Linked DNA regions of Mus musculus: region 1 is linked to region 2. Evidence: chromatin contacts called from public HiChIP or PLAC-seq data. All regions are on one chromosome and are shown on one strand. Each heading gives the region's core, a stretch centred on a gene start, on an enhancer-like site or on the middle of the called end of the contact. The rest is flanking DNA. Distances are from core to core; before and after follow the strand shown.

Region 1 (2,700 bases), core at 200-2,699, 39 kb before region 2:
TCTTAGAATAGCAAAGAATTAAAGAGAAAAACTCCTGAAAGCAAGCAGCTTTTGGACATACAATAGCAAAGAATTAAAGTCAGAGAAATTGCTAAAAGTAAGTAGTCTTTGGCTACAGAATAGCAAAGAGAACTGCCAAAGATAAAGCAGCTTTGGTCTCCATCTGACTCTGTAACTCTTAGCTGCCTTCCTGGGGAAACTGGGTGCTGGGATAAGCCCTGGGCACTAAGTGACCCTAAAAAGAAATGGGATGTGAGCAGAGAGACAATGAGAGGGATCACTGGAGAGGAAAGAGGAACTGAGAGCATTTTTATGTTTTAATTTTATGTGCATGCATGTTTTGCCAGCACGTATGTCGTTACATACCTGTTGCCTGTGGGCCCAGAAAAGGGAATCAGATTCCCTGAGCTGGATTTATAGATAGTTGTGACCTACTATGTGGATGTTAGGAACTGTACCCAGGTCTTCTGCAAGAGCAGCAACTGCTGAGCCACCTCTACAATTCCAAGGATATTTACTTCTTTTTTTAAAATTATTTTATTTTAAATTTATTTTCCACACTCCATATTCCATACCCCCGCCCCTATCCACCCTCCGTTTGCATCACATCCCATACCTCCTATGGATATTTACTTTTAAAGAAAAATATTTAGGCATTTAGGTGCTATTAGGAAAGTGGAAGCAGTATACTCAGTTTAGAAGAGCCTTGTGAATATTTGAATCTGATGAAGTGTTCCCCTCGGATCTCATATTCAGTAAATCCTGTCGGCGTGAGCCACCACAACCCATGCGAATCGCATATCCAGATTTTGAAAATATGGAGATGACAGAGAGGTCAGCAGTTGAGTTTTGCATGCATGTCTAGATTCAAGTTCAGATTATTTGTTATACTGTGCCTCTGTTATCCGCCCCCCCACCCCCCGCCTCCCCTCCCCTCTTCTTTTCTTTTCGAGACAAGGACTCTTGTCTATAGCCAGGCTGTCCTCCAAACGCCCTCCGCAGGGCTGCTATGGCAGGTGCGCGCCAACTTTTAAAGTAATAATCAACTTCGCAGCTAACTTTTATAATAATAATCCCCTCAGAGCTAACACCTTACGCTTGTCCTACGGTTAGAGCGAGCGGCCTCCCCGCAGCACAGACCTCACCTTACCCTGCTCCTCAAGCCCGCCCAGCCGCTCAGGGTTTAACCCTCATTCAGACCCGCAGTCCGCTCCTCCCAGCGTGCGGAGCCCGTCTCTAGGCAACGCCAGTGCATCCGACGTCTGCGCAGGCTCCGCCGCCGGCTCTGCTTGTTTTTAAACAGTCGTCCAAAAGGGCCAATCAGAGGCGGCTCACCGAGAAGCCGGGTGAGGACTGGTCGAAAGCCTCTCGCCATGGCCAATGGGCGTGGAGGCTAGCTGGGCGGGACCGGAAGTGAGCGGGAGGGAAGAGGGGCGGCGGCGGCGGGCAGTTTGAATCGCTCGTGCTGGTCGGGGAGGAACGGTGCGCTGTGTGAGGAGCTCGGCGGTGAGGAACTCGGGGCTCGCAGAGCCCGGAGCCAGGTTCTGTGAGGAGCTCAGGTGAGCAGCGTCCCCCCTCGGGGCCCCCGTCCTCCGCCCGCGGCCCCCCATCGGAGGCCCGCATGGTTTCTAGAAGCTTCTTTCTCACTTGGCGGCTTAGGGTCGCCAGGGTGCCAGGCTGTGCTGTGTGCTCAGCAGCCAGAACTAGCTAGCACTGGCAGAGAGGCAGGGGATCCTGACGGAGGACAACAGCAGAAACCTGCCAGACCCTCTTTAGGGCCTGAGGCGGGCGGTGGGCCCATGAACGGAGCCCTCCGCATTTTAAAGACATACTTTCGGTGGAAGTTCTTTTACACCGTCACCACAGAGATTTTGCTTCATCTTTCAAAGTCTTCTTCTCAGACCCTGCCTCTTTAATCTTAATTTTTTACATTTACGGATTTTACAACTTTTGCTCTAGTGACCCGATTTAGGTGGCTGACAGGTTGTTCCGTACCCAGTCAACACCTAATGGCAATTAGGCGATCGGTGTGATGTATTTATATATAAGTGTAGGAGAGGTAGAAAATGTATATAAGTGTGTAATGAACATAGTAAAAAAAAATGCCTTTTAAACACCCAAGACTAATAACCAAAACTCTGACATCACTCACTCCAAATAACAATCCTAAAACCCCATGATCCCCAGTGAACAGTATATAATTGGAGACTAAGACAATGCTCTGCGCTGCACATATGAGAAGACACCACCATAATCTGCCCTCAGGAGCCTCAAATCAAAAACTTCTGTTGGCTTGTAAGGCCTTAATGGGAAAGGTTGTGTGTAGTCTTGCTTCAATTTGATGTCCCAGGATCAGGTGGTATCCAAGGGGGTCTCCTCCCCTCTCTGAGAAGGGAAGGTGTTTGTGAGGATGGGACTGGGATCACAGGCAGAAGGGGAGGCTACCATTAGGATGTAGAATGAATAAATAATAATAATAAAAAGGAAAAAAAAAACTGAACCTGACAAGCTAAAATATGTCACCCAGGTGAGCAGCCCTGGGAAGATAGGGTTAAGACTGTAATTAGAAATTTAAAGTGTAAATACTGTATACTAATCCTCAGCATAATAAAATATAACTTTAGTTATCTTAACTACATTTGTAAATATCTTCTTGCTCTCAACAAAGTGTGTGACTACAAACATGAATATAGCTGTTTG
Region 2 (2,700 bases), core at 138-2,637:
AGTGAAGCCTACATTTCGGAATAGAATTATTACCATGGGGGAAGATAGTACTCTTTGCTAATGGATCTCCTTCAAGAGTTTGCCATTTTGGTAGTGGTTTTGTTTTGTTTGTTTGTTTGTTTTCTCTGTGTAGCCCTGGCTGTCCTGGAATTCACTCTGTAGACCAGGCTGGCCTCGAACTCAGAAATCCTGTCTCTGCCTCCCAAGTGCCGGGATTAAAGGTGTGCACCACTACTGCCCGACATTTCTCTTCTCTTCTCTTCTCTTCTCTTCTCTTCTCTTCTCTTCTCTTCTCTTCTCTTCTCTTCTCTTCTCTTCTCTGCTCTGCCCCTGCCCCTGCCCCTGCCCCTGCCCCTGCCCCTGCCCCTGCCCCTGCCCCTGCCCCTGCCCCTGCCCCTCCCCCTGCCCCTCCCCCTGCCCCCCCTCCCCCTCTCCTTTTCTTCTTCTCTTCTCTCATTGGTAATTAACCATGCTGCTTTTATCCACTCACACTCTGCTTTCTCCATGGATACCCAGTGACTAGTATGTGTGGGAGGCTTCTAGAGTGTGGCAGTGCAGTGCAGTGCAGTGCAGTGGTCTTTTCTACCAAGTAGAGTGATTGGAGTAGGTTTGAAAACTGGGAGTTTTCCTCATAAATCGCTTGCCATCCCTAGCACCAGAAGCTTACTGAGGCCCCTGCCTTGATGTGGTTCTACATTTGTACCTACTTGCCCCTGTATTCACTCAAAATGCTTTCACGGCCTTTAGCGACTTACATTTTCATAGGCTGGCACCTGTCACCAAAACCATGCAGCATAGACTTTGTGATCATTACTGAGTTAGATTGCTTATTCATTTCTGGTGGAAAGAATGGGTTGGGAAAAGAGGGCTATAGAAAGTTAGTTTGCTTGGCTCTTGTAACTGCTTCTCTAAGGGGATTTAAGTTTAGTTGGGTTCTAGTTGCACTGTTACGTGTGTTAGACTGCTTCATAGTCTTCAGACACAGCAGGATGTGCTCCTTAACGTCTGCACAGGTCCAAAGACCAGGCTTAGAGATCACCTGCTGGGTCTGGAGACACGGCTCAGCGGTTAAGAGCACTGACTGCTCTTCTAGAGGTCCTGAGTTCAATTCCCAGCAACCACATGGTGCCTTATAACTATCTGTAGTGAGATTCAGTGCCTCCTTCTGGTGTGTCTGAAGACAGCAACAGTGTACTCACATATATGAAATAAAAATAAATCTTAAAAAAAGATTACCTGCTGGGAAGTGTTCATTATTAATGGAGTAGCGGCAAGTTGTGTGACGGGATCACTTTGTTTTCACAGGTTCTCTTGTAGACAGTAACGTAGATGAAGTAATGACTGAGAACAAAGCGCTGAAAGAGACTCTGGAAGAAAAAGTCAAGGAAGCAGATAAGTACTTGGATAAGTACTGTTCCCTGCTGATAAGCCACGAGGAGCTCGAGAAAGCCAAGGAGATATTAGAAATAGAAGTTGCTCGGCTGAAGTCACGGCAGTCCAGACAGGATCTCCAGAGTTCTCCTTTGCTTAATTCTTCCATTCCAGGACCGTCTCCAAATACTTCTGTTAGTGAGATGAAGTCAGCATCTGGCCAAAATAAAGCTTCAGGCAAGAGGCAAAGGTCCAGTGGGATTTGGGAGCATGGTAAACGGGCAGCACCTTCTACAGCAGAGACATTTTCTAAGAAAAGCAGGAAGTCGGACAGTAAGAGCACTCGCCCTGCTGAGCACGAGCAGGAAACCGAGTTTGAGCCAGAAGGCCTCCCAGAAGTCGTTAAAAAAGGTATACAGAATTATTAAAAGAGAGTATACAGAATTATATACAGAATTATTATATACAGAACTATAGGGTGAGGCTGCATCTCATCGGAAGACCATGAGCTTAGAGCTTGCATATGGCCCTTTGTTCAAGTCCTTGTGAAAATATACGAAGTTTTGAGATTTCACATAAAATTGGCACAAGGAAAGATAGAAATCTTTACTTTTTAGGTTTTAAAATATTGCACAGTAGCCCACTGCCTAGAGAAACTAGTTCATTTTTAAATTGGTGACATTATAAATCACTGAGATTGGCTAACAGTACAAAAAGCTGGTAGACTTGGAAATGAGTGCTAAATGTCTGTTTAGAAATTCTGTTTTCAGTCAGCTTTTCCTTTCTTGGGACAAGTGGACTGGTTGACAATGCCCCTTCCCCCCACCCCCTCCCGAAGTAATAGTTTAGAACTTTGAAAACTACTTGATATTGTTGCAGTGTCTAAAATCACAAGTAGACTTTTTTGTTCTATTAACTCTGTCTTTTGCTTTTTTAATTCTTTCTGATATTTTGAGACAGAATCTTGCTGTGTAGCCCAGGCTAGTCTTGATCTTGAAGTATTTCTGTCTTCGCTTTTTTGTGCTAGGATTACAGACATAGACCATACCCAGCTTCAGTCATATAGTTTTGTTTATTTGTTTGTTTGTTTATAAAACCTACAGCAGTTTGGGTCTTCTGCCCTAATCCTGAAATCAAAGCTGATGTGAAGCATGGTGTTCTGAGTAACTGTGGTTCCCACGTATGTAGCTAGCTAGCACTCTCTAGTAGATTACTTATTTGTGAGCCTGTGGTTAGCTGAGTGCAGTTGTAGAGTACCTACCCTGTGTTGTCACTTTTTTGTTTTATTTTTGTTTTGTTTTGATTTGTTTTGGGTTTTTAAGAGAGTTT

Evidence for each region. HiChIP or PLAC-seq counts read pairs in DNA pulled down with a chosen protein or histone mark.
Region 1: an H3K4me3 HiChIP or PLAC-seq map of the SCID.adh cell line shows a contact between it and region 2, with 31 read pairs. The contact joins the promoter of Cenpf here to the enhancer-like site in region 2. A contact is called at or near these places in 1 of 39 promoter capture datasets (embryonic stem cells), 1 of 15 datasets of contacts at CTCF or cohesin (CD8 T cells), 75 of 484 Hi-C or Micro-C datasets (the C2C12 cell line, the G1E-ER4 cell line, the HL-1 cell line and 26 more), 10 of 115 datasets of contacts at active chromatin or transcription factors (the SCID.adh cell line, effector CD8 T cells, embryonic stem cells and 2 more) and 3 of 9 other capture datasets (adipose tissue, embryonic stem cells and liver).

What each region holds. Positions count from the first base shown.
Region 1 is chr1:189,686,835-189,689,534 of GRCm38.p6, reverse strand. Cenpf (centromere protein F) reads left to right here and starts at 1,449. Exons shown (of 18, transcript NM_001081363.2): 1 at 1,449-1,559.
Region 2 is chr1:189,647,693-189,650,392 of GRCm38.p6, reverse strand. It overlaps Cenpf (centromere protein F), which reads left to right. Exons shown (of 18, transcript NM_001081363.2): 16 at 1,306-1,782. Among named protein-coding and RNA genes, the nearest start is that of Gm30088, 29 kb to the right of the region's middle. Within about 2 kb of position 1,387, at least 2 of the 459 cell types and tissues checked have an H3K27ac peak or open chromatin away from gene starts, as enhancers often do. A contact at or near this core is called in the SCID.adh cell line, where this site is marked.